Regions from separate parts of the Sus scrofa genome. Here region 2 is linked to region 1. The links are chromatin contacts, called in public promoter capture Hi-C maps. All regions are on one chromosome and are shown on one strand. The core of a region is the stretch at or near the end of the contact, and the rest is flanking DNA. Distances in the headings are between cores, read along the strand shown. Region 1 holds the start of STAM2 (signal transducing adapter molecule 2). Region 2 holds the start of ARL5A (ADP-ribosylation factor-like protein 5A).

Region 1 (7,304 bases), core at 4,022-6,521:
TCAGTAAGAAAAAATAATCCAGCAGAATAGGTAGGTGAAAGTAATGAGCAGGCAATTTAAAGACATTGACCAAGAAATGTTTGAAAAGATGCTCAACTGTAATGAAACTGAAATGAGTTGAAAGCAATGCTTTACTTCCCACCCATCAAATTGGCATCAATTTTTAAATCTGACAATACCCAGTGTTATCAAGAATGTGGAACAACCTCACTTCCATTGCTGGTGGGGGTAAAATCTCCCACAAACACTTGAAAGGACCATTCTGTACTATTTAAATCTTGCAACTCTGCACTATATACTTTTTTTTTTTTTTTCTTTTTGGCCAACCCAAGGCATAAGGAGTTCCTGGGCCAGGGGTCATATCTGATCTGCAGCTGCGACCTATGCCACAGCTGTAGCAATGCCAGATACTTAACCCACTGTGCTGGGCTGGGGGATTGAACCTGCATCCTGGTGCTGCAGAGATGCCACAGATATCCTTGTGCCACAGCAGGAAATCCATATATACACTTTTATTAAAGAATTCCTCTCCCAGATACAATGCTTGGAGAATCTCTCAGTCTTATGAACAAGAAAAATGGGTAAGAACTTTCATTACAGTGTTTCTATAACAGTAAAAAAATAAAAAAAAAAACTTTATGTATATTAGCAGGAGAATAGATTAAAAAATGTGGACTATCACATAGCTCTTAAAATTCATGAATTAGAACTACAAACATCAACATGAGTGACTCTCACCAAAAATGCTGAATGACAAGTTGCAAATGACTACAAAGAATGGTGTTATTTTTATGAAGTTTAGAAACATGCAAAACAATACATATATGTGTATGTATAATATATATTATAAAATAGAGTTTATCTATTTAGAGAGTGTTTAACTTTGAGAAGAGAGCAAAAAGAATAGTATCAGGTAGCTACTAAATACAGGTAATTTCAACTGCATCTTGAATATTTTCTTTAAAAAAAATGAATTGTGGCAAAATTTTAGGACTTGACATAACTGACAGAAAGAGGAGTATACATGCTATATTTTGTACTTCATGCTAAAAAGATTTCATTGTTTAAAAAACTACAAAGTACATTCATTAAAATTTGTAACTATTTTGGAGTTCCCATCGTGGCGCAGTGGTTAACGAATCCAACTAGGAACCATGAGGTTGTGGGTTCGGTCCCTGGCCCTGCTCAGTGGGTTAAGGGTCTGGGCGTTGGCGTGAGCTATGGTGTAGGTTGCAGATGTGGCTCAGATCCTGTGTTGCTCTGGCTCTGGCGTAGGCCAGTGGCTACAGCTCTGATTCGACCCCTAGCCTAGGAACCTCCATATGCCACAGAAGTGGCTCAAGAAAAGGCAAAAAGACAAAAAAAAAAAAAAAAAAAAGTAACTATTTTACTTAAAGTTGTTGTTGTTGTTTTGTTTTTTGGTTGTGCCCTGCGTGCATCTGGAAGTTACCAGGCCAGGGATTGAAATCTTCACCATAGGACCCTTAACCCAATGCGCCACAACAGAACTTCTCAGGATTAGAATTTGGGGTATCTTATGCAAAAGAAAGTATAGGAAAAAATGGCTGTTAAAGCTCTCATTCTCATCCATACCAAAATTTTTTTAATTTTAGTGCTTTGCAAAGATGATAACAACCTCAGGTGTTCAAGGATTACCTTAGTAACTACATAAATGTATAAAGTAAATTCTATTATTGGAGTACTATCTGTATGTCTGTTTATATTTAGGTTTCTTTTAAAATTTCACTGGAGAAAAAGGTTTCATGATTGAAAACCTCAAGCTACCTCATTCTCAAGGTATTTGAACACAACGCAAGCAAAAGACACAGCAATATATGCATTCAAATTTCACTTGGAAAAATCTCCTTTTAAGATAAAAGGTCATACTTCAATTCAATGTGTCAGAAGAGTTTTGCAGAGGTAGAATTTGAGCTTAGCTTGGTGGAACACAACTAAGTATCTCTTTAAGGAAGGAGATACCACCTGTTGTTGAAAAAAGCAAAAATCTATCAGTAAATAGTAAATGGCAGAGGAAGAAACTGGCAAGAAAGATTGCCTGGCTTGATTAAGGAGAAAAAAGAGGCAAATAAGAACTGGAGTGAGGGGGCAAAAACAGACATGACTTGGAAACCAATGTCATGAGACTGGAAAAAATGGCGCAGAATATAATGAAAGGACATCTCCCCTTTTAATTCCACCACTAAATCTTCTTATTGTGGCTCTGCCCCCCATGTTTTACTGTCTCTTTGGAATCTCCTAACAAGGTTGCCCCAACCAGGCTCCAGCTTAGGAAACTTACACACCCCTTTTAAGATGAAACTCAGGGCCAGGGTGGGTGGGGGGACATGTATGGCCATTTTCTTTCTTTTTTTCTCAGCATAGCCTCAAAGGAATTTTATTCAACTAAACAAACAATTAACCCAGATTAGAAGAATTCCAATAAATATTTAAAGAGCTCTAATGCTACCATACCTAGCATTCCCTTCAGGATTTGTAGTTTCTGACTCCAAGAAAAAGTAGGAACTTGCCAGAGTTCCTCACCTCCCAGCCTTTGGTCTGCTTCCACTAAACAAGCCACAAACCACTGTCAACCTAGGAGTGCCTCCCTGGACATCTAGACTCACTACAGCCTTTTCTTGGGGTCTCAGGGACTGAGAAAGGGATTTCTTCCACACATGCACGATGTCAGAAAGACTGTTCACCCTGTGGTGAGACTGCACCGACCAAAGGTCCATTATAAAATGACCATACCACACATATAGTAAGAGGTGGTTACTTCCTGCAGATGTAAGTGCTGTCAGAAAAGCAGGGAGAGAGAGAGGATATGTCAACATCTTTACAGAGGTTTCTGCCTGAAGGTCCTCATCTTCTCTTCAGGGAAGATGACTGTTTTAAAGAAAGAAAGAATGTAAAGCATCTTCCGTATTCCAGTACCATACTTTTCACATTATATTACAATTATCTTTTTATGTGTATATGCGTCCCGCATTAGACTGAGCGTTTCCTGAGGGAACCCAGTTTATTTATTGAATTTGTGTCCCCAGAACTTAACACAATGTCTGACACACGGTAATCACTCAATGCCTGTTTGCTGAATGAAAGGCAAACAAAGCTATGACAAAAAGAAAAACAATGGTCATAAAAATCAGACTGAATCAAAGAGCGTAGGTAAAAAGGACAATGACCTTGCAAAGGAACATTCCTATGGAGAACTCAAGTTAAATATTGACTTGCTTGTCATAGTACTTAACTATTGTATTTCAAAGGGGGCTTTAAGTTTTGAAAAATGCAATATATAATTTTATTTCTATCACAGAGGTTTAAAGCCGGTTTGACCTGAAACCCTTAGTATTTCATGCTGCTTTTTCTATTAATTTCAACCACTTGCCTGAAAGAAGTTACAATCGAATTCTCCATTTCATCTTTAAACTGTCTTTTGGATATTGACTTCAGTCATACTTGAGTTAACAAACAAGTACTTGAAGCTTTGGTTGATGGCACTGCCCATGAAATAATTTATACAGTTTTGTTTTGTTTTGGTTTTCTTTTCTTTCTCTTTTTTTTTTTTTTTTTTTTTTGGTCTGAACAGCAGCGTCTCTTTTACTCCAGTGGTACTAAACTGTGACCCACTGAACTGTGCAGGAACCTCAGGAGCCATTGAGGGGGAGGATTAGAAAAGCAAAACAGGCAGAGCAACTCCACTTACTCCTACCAAAGTTTTTCAATCAAAAAACAATAGGCTTCCAGAAAAGATCTCCCTTGAAGAGTTCACAGGTTTTAAGTTTGAAAATCATGTCTTATTCTATTTTGCTTTTTCCCCCCTCTACGATAAAACCACAACGGCCATAAAAAGTGCAGGTCTCACTGCAACAAAGGAAGACACCAGAAGGTGTTCCAAAGGCTGATGCTGTGAGCCTCAACATTGTGTTTCCTATGTTTATACCAGTCACCAATGTTAACCACCAAGAAAAAAGTTGAATGAAAATTATAAAAATATATATTTGAAGGCTGTTTAAGGGGGAAAATATAATTATACAATTTTTGGCTCTCTGGGAATGAAAGGGACTTATTCAACACATTTGATTTCTGAGCACGCTTTTGGGATCCCAAAATATACCAAAATTAAGCATTTTTGAGACTTTCCTTATACTGAGAAAATTATTAACTATGAAACGGGTGCCTCAGTGCTAGATGTGCAAGATTCTGTATGACTAGCAATTTTCAGCGATGCGTTTTTTCATTCCCCTAAAACGCTACTACTGCTACAGAAATTCGCAGTAATTAATTACTGCTACAGAAATATCTATTTCGCCTGTTTCACTGTTTTCCTAATGCCATAAATAAGTTCTCATACCCGGTCCATCTTTTCCTCACTCCATAGTCACTGAGTCCTCAGCATTCCGACGATGCCAAATAAGTAAAAGATCAGTTGTCCTGGACTGTTTGGAGAACCTGGGATTTTCCTTTTCATACACTGAGACAAAGCCTCTTACAGCACTTGCACCATCCACGATAGAGTAACACTTCCAACTCTCATAAAGAAATCCGGAAGCCGTGCTTGGTTCTATCAGGGCCTGGATGCATGTGTACATAAGCCAGGTGAAATAGGTTCTTCCGGTTAAATGGGGGCAAGCTGGAGTCTCTAAGCAGGTCTGGACTCTTGCATCCTTCCTTAAGTGCGGGGGAGTGGAGGGAGGGGGTGACACTAGACTCAACGAGCTCTACAGAGAATTGGAAGTTTGCGTCCTCAACTCTGCAACTGCTTCATCAGTCAAGTCTCCAGGGAGCCCCAGGCTGTTCCCTATTCCTGCGCCTGGAGTGGGGAAAGGCCCTCTTTCCAGGTCCTCAGCTGCAGGAGGACTGGACACCCTCCTGAGGCTGCTTGCTACCACGCACGAAAGCTGCCCCCTGAAAAATCCCAGCTGCCAGGCAGCGGGCCACCCCCTTCGCTCCCTCTGCCGCTTTCCAGTCCCCGGAGTCGCCCCCGCCCACTTTCCAGCACAGCAAACAACAGCCCGGGGCCAGACCCAGCACTTACCCACGTCTTGCTCGAAGGGGTTGGCGGTGAACAGAGGCATTTCGCCGGCCCGGAGCCCTAGTGGCTGCGGTGAGGCTAAGGCTCGGCGGTTGCTTCCGGCTGGGAGGCCCGCCGCCGCGGCTTCTTAGGCGGCTCAGCGCCGACCGCCTCCCGCACTTCCGCCACCGCACCTGCCCTGCTCCCGCCTGACCGCCAGCTCCCGGTATGCGCTCCGCCCCTAACTCCTCTCCCAGGGCGAGGTCCGGCCAGCCGCGGGCGTCTGCTTAGCGCCGGGTAGTCGCCGCCCGCCGGGAGAAGGCGGCAGCCCTGGGCGGAAGCTGCTGCAGGGCTCAGGCGGCCGCCGTGGCCACCTTCCCATCGCTAGGGCCCCAGCGAGCCACGGGGCAGGGGACCTTCAGGGCCGGAAGTCGTCGCGCCTAGAGCTGGCGACGCCGGGGGCGCGGGAGCTGCTGAGCCGGCGCAGCTCAACAGGGGGCGCGGGGGTTCGGGACTCTCTGCGGGGGGCCGCGGGTGCTGACCAGCAAGTTCCCTGAGGTTTAGTCTTTTCCCAAGCTGTGGGCTAGTCCCAAGCGGCCCTGGGCCCTCGGCTGCGTCCGCGTCACAGTCCCGTTGCCATGGAGACGAACGGATCCTTTGGGCTTTGACAGCCGGGGAAGGATTTGGCTCTGCTTCTGGAGCTTAGCGGGCTGCAAACCCCCTGGAATAACCACCCTGGAAAGGGGTCGTAGAAGTTGTTATGGTTCTGCGGGGATTCCTCACTCTTCGCATTCCGTCGTGCTCTCGCCCTGAAAACACTGCTGGACTCAGGGAATCCAAAGAGAATGAGGCACACTCCCTGCCTTCAAGTTGCTGACAGTTTTATGGGCGTGGTGTATAGCATATACGTGACAGTACGTGATGATCCCGCTAAATAACTGGGGTCACAAACTCAAATTCCCATGTGAGCTAGCCAGGTAATGAATATGAACTTGAAAGCATCCTTCCCACGGACACACTCCCAAACCCTCTTAACCTTGTTTAATGTTTCTATAGCATTTGTCACTTCCTAATGTGTCATTTACTTATTGCGTTTTCTGTATCTCCTCTTTAGAATGTAAACACCATGATTATTTTTGTTCACTGCTGTATCCCTGGCATCTAAAACTCTGTCCAGCAAGCAGTGGGCGCTCGGCACCTTTTATTTCTTTCAAATCCAGCCAAACAGCACATGGCAGCTACCAGTAAACTTAAGCGACTTGTTGAAGTGTGGCCCCTACTAGAGCTTCCAATTTTTCTTTTTCCTTTTTTTTTTTTTTTTTTTTTTCTTTTTTGGGCCACACCTGTGGCATATGGAAGTTCTCTGGCTAGGGGTCAAATCAGAGCTGCTGCTGCTGGCCTACACCACAGCCACAGCAGTACTGGATCTGAGCCGAATCTGTGATGTAAGCCGCAGCTTGTGGCAACTCTGGATCCTTAACCCACTAAGCAAGGCCACGGATTGTACCTGCATCTCATAGATACTAGTTGCATTGCTTACAGCTGAGCCACAACGGGAACTCCTAGAGCTTCCAATTTTTCAATGATTTTTGTAATGTTAGGAATTACTTGGAGTTCCTGTAATTCTTCTATATATAGAAGCAGTCCAGGCAGCAGAACAGTGTGAGAGGCTACTGGAGCACTTAAAGAAGAGATATTGTAGAGAAGATTGTATTGAGATGAGAGCAAAGGACTGACTGAGGACCTGCCTTTGGAAAGCATTTACATTTTAAAGAGGCCCCTTTAGCTCCTCCATCTTTACTAGCAAGCATACTCAAGAATCTGTAGGTACTTTTCTGTGCCTATACTCAGTCTCTTGGTGAGTGCAAGTAACAAAATATTTAATAGTCACTGAGAGCCAAACCATGTGTTAGAAACAAGATCAAAGATTGTTCGTGAATGCTTCACCTAATGTGAAGTTACTGAAGGCTTAAAAGATAGGTCAATGACAGCCCATAAATTCTAGTGTGTAAAGAAATGCAACTTTTTCATTTTTCTGTACTACAGCCTCTTTTGAGCCCCAGTCTCCCTGATAACAAAATAATCTCATCAATTTCAGTTAAATTCAGTCTCGAGAGATTTTTGATTTTGTTGTTGTTTTTATTTTGGGCTTACACTCAACAAATAGCCTTACCTCACCCCACTTTCTCTGAACGTAGACCAAGATCCATCCCCAAATGTATTCTTCCAATTCTACCAGTATGATATTTGGTGAATAACCCTTTTCATTCCAGAAACAGAAGACTGTGCT
Region 2 (7,366 bases), core at 4,598-7,097, 350 kb before region 1:
GTGTCCCTGCAATGCCATCTACCGACGAAGTTTAAAATTGTGCCAGCTGGCAAAAGAAAAATATTTAAAGGGCCCACCTCCATATCCAGAGGGCATGCAAAAAGGGTGGATGAGGAGCTAAAAATTTTAATAACAGGCACTATTCACCCCTTTGGCTACCCAGCTTCTATATGAACTTTTCTGCACATGTTTGAAATCCCCCACAATGAAAAAAACAACAGAAACAAGGTTCCTGCAGCAGAGGCAGCTTCTCCAAAACTTAACCACAACTTATCACCCCTTTTCTAAGGAACCAATCAGAGAAAACAATCCCATTTGTTTATTTTTATTTTCATTACTCTAGGAGGTAGATCCAAAAAGATACTCCTGTGATTTATGTGAGAGTGTTCAGCCTATGTTTTCCTCTAGGAGTTTTATAGTATCTGCCTTTAAACCATTTTGAGTTTATTTTTGTGTATGGTGTTAGAGAATGTTCTAATTTCATTCTTTTACATGGTGGAGTCCAGTTTTCCTAGTGCCACTTATTAAAGAGACTGTTGCAGTTCCCATCGTGGTGCAACAGGATCAGTCTTAGGAGTGCTGGATGAAGGTTCAATCCCCGACCCAGCACAGTGGGTTAAGGATCCATCATTGCTGCAGCTGCAGCTTAGGTCAAGACTGCAGCTTGGATCTGATCCCTGGCCCAGGAATTCCATATGTCGCAGGCAGCCAAAAAAGAAGAAAAACTAAAATAAAGAGACTGTCTTTTTTTTCATTGTATTGTTTTGTTTTAGTTTTGTTTTGCTCTTGGCCATACCCACAGCATGCATAAATTCCCAGGCCAGGGATCAATCCTGTACCACAGCTGTAACCAGAGCCACAGCAGCGACAATGCTCAATAAATACTGAGCCCCCTCGTAGTTGTGGATCTTTTCGGGGGGTGGGGGTCCTTCTCCACTGTATATTCTCATCTCTTTTAAAAGTTTTTGGACAAATGAAGCCATTTAAAGTGGGAAAAATTTTTGCAAACAAAGCAATCAACAAGAGATTAATCCCCCAAATATATGAACAGTTTATGCAGCTTTATATCTACAAACAATTCAATCAAAGAATGGACACAATGGAGTTCCCATCATGTCTCTCGGTAGAAATGAATCTGACCAGCATCCATGAGGTTCAATTCCTGGCCTTGCTCATTGGGTTAAGGATCTGGCATTGCCATGAGCTGTGGTGTAAGTCACAGTCGCAGCTTGGATCCTGCATTGCTGTGGCTGTGATGTAGGCCAGCAGCTACAGCTCTGATTTGACCCCTAGCCTGGAAACCTCCATATGTCATGGGTTGGCCCTAAAAAGATTAAAAAAAAAAGGCGTAAGATCTAAATAAATATTTCTCCAAAGAAGACAGACAGACGACCAAAAAGCACATGAAAAGATACTCATCACTAATTATTAGAGAAATGAAAATCAAAACTGCAATGAGGCTTCATATCTCATACCAGTCAGAACGGCCACCATCAAAAAGCTGGAGAGTATGTGGAAAAAAGGGACCCCCCCCTACACTGTTGGTGGGAATGTAAATTGGTACAACCACTATGGAAAACAGTATGCAGGTTCCTTAAAAAACTAAATAAAGAATCACCATATGACCCAGCTACCCCAATCCTGGACATATATCCACAGAAAACCCTAATTAGAAAAGACACATGGACCCCAATGTTCACTGCAGTGCTATTTACAATAGCCAAGACTGGGAAGCAACCTAAATGTCCAGTGACAGAAGAATGGATAAAGAAGATGTGGTACATATATACAATGGAATTATTACTCGCTCATAAAAAAGAATGAAATAATGCCGCTTGTAGTAACATGGACAGACCTAGAGATTATAAGTGAAGTCACACACAGAAAGACAAAAAACATATGATATCACTTACATGTGGCATTTTAAAAACTGATACAAATAAACTTATTTACAAAGCAGAAACAGACTCACAGACTTTGAAAACAAACTTATGGTTGCCAATGGGGAAGTGGGGGAGACTGGATCAGGGGTTGGGGAAGGGCAAAGGCACACTTTTGTATATGAAATGGACCTGCTGTAGAGCACAGGGGAATCTATTCAATGTTCTGTGATAACCTATATGAGAATGGCTATCTGTGTATGCATGGCTGAATCTCTTTGCTGCAGAACAAAAATTAACACCACATGGCAAATCAACTACACTTCAGTAAGACTACACCTTTTTAAAAGAATGCAACGAGGCTATCGGTGGGGAAATTTCATAACTTCTTTCATAGTTCACAAAAGCTCTTCCTTTTCTCTAACACAAATCCTCATACAAAGAAGATTTTGTTTTGTCTCAGGAGCACTAACTAAGACACTAGATGATCTTGGTTATTATCTCAATCTAAAACCTATCACAAAGTTCCCACTGTGGCACAGCAGAAACGAATCCAACTAGTAACCATGCATGAGATTGTGGGTTTGATCCCTGGCCTTGCTGTGGCTGTGGCTAGGCTGGCAGCTATAGCTCCGAATTCGACCCCTAGCCTAGGAATCTCCATATGCCGTGGGTGTGGTTCTAAAAAGCAAAAAAAAAAAAAGTCTATCACTTTTCATTGTAGAGCTTTAAGCAAGTTACCTAATATTTCTTTACCACTAAAAAATGGGGGGGGGGGAAATCTACCTCACAGGGTAAAGGGTAAATCAATTAAGTGAAGACTAAATCAACTGCATAAAACACATAAAACCTAACCTTGCGTGTCAGTGTCAACTGCTATTATTTTATCTATAAAGATGGAGTTAGCTTATTTTCTGTCTCCCCACATAACAACACAGGGGTTTGTGTTGTTTCCTGTCTATCCCCAACACCTAGACCAGTCTCGGGCACAAAACAGGTGTTCAAAATACTTGCTTTACAAATGAAGTACTGATCATAAAGCCCTCTATACTAAAAAATACTAACGGCAACTCTTCAAAGTCCTAAAGCGGTAAAGGTTTATAGTTCAGTAACAAGAAACACCTAATGGGGGACACTTTTATATTAAAAAATGATGCCAGTCACTTCTTTAAGAAGACCAGTACCAAGGACATATTTCTGCAGTGTTTTAACTCTGGCATTCACCAATCTGCATCACCTAGTAAAATCATTCTAGAACCTAGTTTCCTCTTTTCAGGAGAAAAGAATAACTACTTCAAAGGATTTTAGAAACATTTAAAAAAAAAAAAAAAAAGATACATTCAACATCCAGGACAAAGTTTGTACCCTATTGATTTAAACAGCATGTGAATGCAACCTCTGGTTTTTCAAGTTTGAGCAATATGCAATTAGCTTTCACTGTGTACTCAACCTAGCTGAGCTTAAACTGAAAAAGCTGTTCTAAAGGGAGTTCAGAAAAGAAATGGCACAGAGTTTGTTCTATCAGCATAGAAAACTCTGTAATCCCCAAAATCTTCCAAGAGTTTATGTGAAAAGAACATAGGGTTGTGTTCTGTATCTTATAAAGGTAAAATAAAACATCTAAGATATATCTGACACACACATAAAAGACATATACATCCAATTTACAGAACTAAAAAGACTAAAAAGCACCTGATACTAGATTTAATGGTGAACACTGTGACCTTACTGATAAGACAACGACATCATTTAACAGAAGAGAAATAGTTTATTCACATTTTCACAACACTGACATCTAAATTAGAACTTAACCTCACTTAATTCCTCTTACTATTAATTCCCAACATTGAAATAAAGGTCCAGTCAAAAATTACCACAAAGTATAGGTAATAAGAACACTACTCAGAGATTTTTAGTGGTAACAAAGAACATCTCATTACTTACTACTGGCATGTAGCTGTTGGCAAAGTTCTAATTCATTCTTAAATTACAGAGACAAATAATTTTATCATTGACTCAAAATAGAAAGTAGAGACATCTAATTTTGCTTGCAGTACTGGAGCTCAATTAACAAGCAAAGTCTTTTTAAATTTCATAGCAGAACTGAAATTTACTAGCTTTGCTAAAAATAATACAAAATGATGGATTTAAAAGCCAGAATAGATCTTATCTATTATAAGCACCACCCATTTTACAGCAATTTTAAATTTCAATTCTTGAGACCTAGAGATTAAGTTTTGTGGACTTCAGTCATATATAGTCAAGATCCCAGCTGTTCTAGGGGAGCTCCAGATCCAGGGAGGTGAAGTGACTGGTTCCCCCTTGCCCTCTCCCAACAGAAACAGCCAGCCAGAGGCTGTGTAGATTAAAACTGGCTTCATCCAGTTTATGAAAATTCCCCATATCATTTGAAAATCATCTGAAATATTACTCTTTCATTTAGTACCATGTGACCTACATTATCATCTTTAGTTTTTTTAAAAAAATACTCTAGAGATCACAAGTTCCTAGTTCTGCTCCCTTTCCACAGTCTTCTTACAGGAGCAGCAGGATCAAACAGGAGGCGGGACGGTGGTACATAATAGATGCCACCATTCCTTTAAGTCTTTACTGGAAAATCTTAGGCTGTGACACTACTACTAGCTTACACAAGAGGAAAACACAAACTAAGTTACTGACAGCAGGGATGATGAATCACCCAACTTGAGTTAAAATGAAACAAAAGTACACCAATAACTATGCTGTATCTTAAGCACCATGGAGTCTTTTTCCTAAAATTGTATCTTCCTTCCCCAGTTTTACATTTATTTTGGAACATATTTCAATAAATCTGATATGCATTTCAAGGCACTGTTTTGAGTTTAGATGAACTTGAGCGTCTCTTTGACCACACACTCTACACTTGGTAACTTACTAGTTACCTACACTTAACAAACACTTCATACGATATGGTTTTTAAATGCTTTCAATAAAACACCTTAACATTTCTAATCCAGCCCCCAAACCCTCTACTTTACTAACCAACACGAGTAGGAAAATGACCTTAAACAGATATAAATACGGCAAACGGAGAGGACCATCACTACTCAGGACGCCTAAGTGGCTTCTCCCGGGTGGGGGAGTGCAGGGAAGACTCTCATAAACCTGAGGTGTACTGGACAAGTCAAGAGCGATTGCTCACGTTTTCCGCATTCAGCAACCCTCGGTAATGCTCATCCCAGAGAACCTCAGCATTTCTCCGTGGCATGCAAACCTCCAACTGTTCAAGGAAAATGGACCAGGCTATGCAGCTCGGGGGGTCGGACGGGGGGCAAGAAACCGCCGCTCACAACTGAAATCGGAGCAATGGGTGTATTTGCGGAATGGACTTCTTAGGAAGGTCTCCTAAGACAAAGGGCTGCGAGTCGGGAACCATTCCTTAGCTGGGCGTGGGATCGAACCGCCCCAGGCCCGCATCCCCAGCAGCCGGGAACCAGAGCCGAGACCGCGCCGCCCACACTCCGGAAGTGTTCGGAGACCACCCCCCAACGCGTCCAGGGCTGACCCTCTCCCCGACCCGTACGCGCTCGGCCCCAGCCCCTACCCTGGTGATTGAACAGTCTCCATATCCTGGTGAAGAGAATTCCCATTCTCGGGCAGCGGACCCCCCTCCAGCCACCCGGGCCTCCTGGCCTCCCCCAGCTCAGGCTCAAGGGGAGGAAAGAGACGCGCCGGAGCCTCCGTCTCTGCCGCTGCTGCTCCCGCGCTGGCCGCCGGCCCGCTTCCTAGGAACCGGAGGGAGGCCGCAGCCCAGGTCGCCCTCCCGTGCGCGAGGCCCCGCCGCTGCCGCCGCGGCTCTCGCCTGGCTCGCGGACATCGCCGCCGCGTTGTCTGCGACGAGCCTCGCGGGCCACCGTCCTCCCCCAGCTCCTCTCGGGCGGCTGCGGCGGCGGCGCCCAGGCGGGCGGGGGAGGCGAGGGGCGGGGCGAAGCGGACGGGAAGGCGCAGGCGCACGGCTGGAGGGGCGTGGCCTGGAGAAGGGCGCCTGCCCGGCCCCAGCTGATCTGAGAAAACCAGGCGACCTGTAGGCGGCGGGACGAGCCCGGGGATCCAAGCGCGCAGGGTGCTGGTTGGGGCTGCTGGCTCTCGTCTGCTTGCGTGGGCGTCTCAGCGAGCTTTGTTTTTCTCTGCATTTCTTCCACAGAGCCATAATGTGAACATGTTATTGAGTGCACATCCCCAACCCTGCGTTCACACCGCACCCAAGTACCACGTCCCGGCCTTCATAAGCGCGGCATTCCTGCAGGGTCTTTGAGAGAAGCTCAGCACCTTTATCTCTGAAACTTTTAGGCCTGAACACCCAGCAGGGTGACCTTACCTAGGCAGTCGCTTTAGGGCTATTCTGTACCTCAAGGCTATTCCCTCTCCAATCTTCCTCCCCTTTCAGGCCAATGTTGTCCGAAACAAGATCAAGTCACTCCCATGTTTTCAGGCCAATCTTGTCCGATCTTGATCGAGTCACTCCCATGTTTAAAATTGTTTAGTGGCCACTAGAGCTATTTGAGCAGTAAAATCCAAATGCTTTAGATACGCATTGTTCTCCACAGTTTGGCTTCAGCCGTCCTTTCCAGCTGTAACTCCCATCATTCCAAGCTGGTTAAATAGGTGGTCAAATGTTCTGTCTGCTCTTTTAGGCTTCTTGCCTGAACACTTTGAACAGCTGTGCCACATACTATGCAAGAGTCACACTGTTTCATCAACCCTCTGCTGTGGGATACTTAGTTGAAAACTAGAATATAAGCGAATAATTAGGTAACTTGATATCAGAGTTCTTGTTTCAGGTGTTATTTTTTGGCTAGGCAAGTTACTTAACCTCTCTTTGCCTCCACTTTTTATATGTAAAAGCAGAGGGTTTGTTGCTGAGGTCTTTCTTTGATTCTGGACCATCTGATGCCTGTAGTAATTAGTCTCCACTCTTGTTAGAGGCAAAGGTGGGAAAAAAGAAACCAAGGTTGTTCTCTTCCACAAAGAAACCAGAAACAGCTCGAATCCCTTCTCTTCTCCTTAACTTTGGTAAAAAGGAAGAGAAAGAAAAAAGTGGGGGAACTGTAAAAGATATTTTGAACAGCTCCTGCCTACACACCCACTCATCTGCAAGAGCTAAGGAAATTAGAACCAGCAATAAACTATACTTTTCCACCCCACTTCTAGCCATACACTATCTCTTCTCAATATATACAAAATACCTCATTTGAGTAAGAACTCAAGACAATCTACATTTTTTCTTAGTCGTCTTGAGCTAGAAAACTTGTACCTGTAAAGCAAAGGGCAGCATTGAGGACAGAAACGTGTCTCTTTTTAAACAATTGTTCAGGAAAACGTCCTTTGTTTTCCTTTGGGACTTATGGTTAAAAAGCCTTTATGAAGGGAAAGAAAATTGCTATATTAATCCATTTTAACTTGTGGATTGTTGTGTTTGTAGTTACATAATAAAGTACTCTCTAGGC

What was found. Promoter capture Hi-C pulls out the DNA fragments that hold promoters and counts their contacts.
Region 2: a contact with region 1 is called in a promoter capture Hi-C map of fetal liver, with 2.6 times the contacts expected there. The contact joins the promoter of ARL5A here to the promoter of STAM2 in region 1. A contact is called at or near these places in 2 of 5 promoter capture datasets (fetal liver and liver), 3 of 47 Hi-C or Micro-C datasets (fetal liver, liver and subcutaneous adipose tissue) and 1 of 2 datasets of contacts at active chromatin or transcription factors (alveolar macrophages).

Annotation. Positions count from the first base shown.
Region 1 is chr15:113,264-120,567 of Sscrofa11.1, reverse strand. STAM2 (signal transducing adapter molecule 2) reads right to left here and starts at 5,271. Exons shown (of 14, transcript XM_013997353.2): 1 at 5,039-5,271. The coding sequence starts at 5,078.
Region 2 is chr15:466,406-473,771 of Sscrofa11.1, reverse strand. It overlaps ARL5A (ADP-ribosylation factor-like protein 5A), which reads right to left and starts at 5,847. Exons shown (of 6, transcript XM_021076258.1): 1 at 5,464-5,847. The coding sequence starts at 5,509.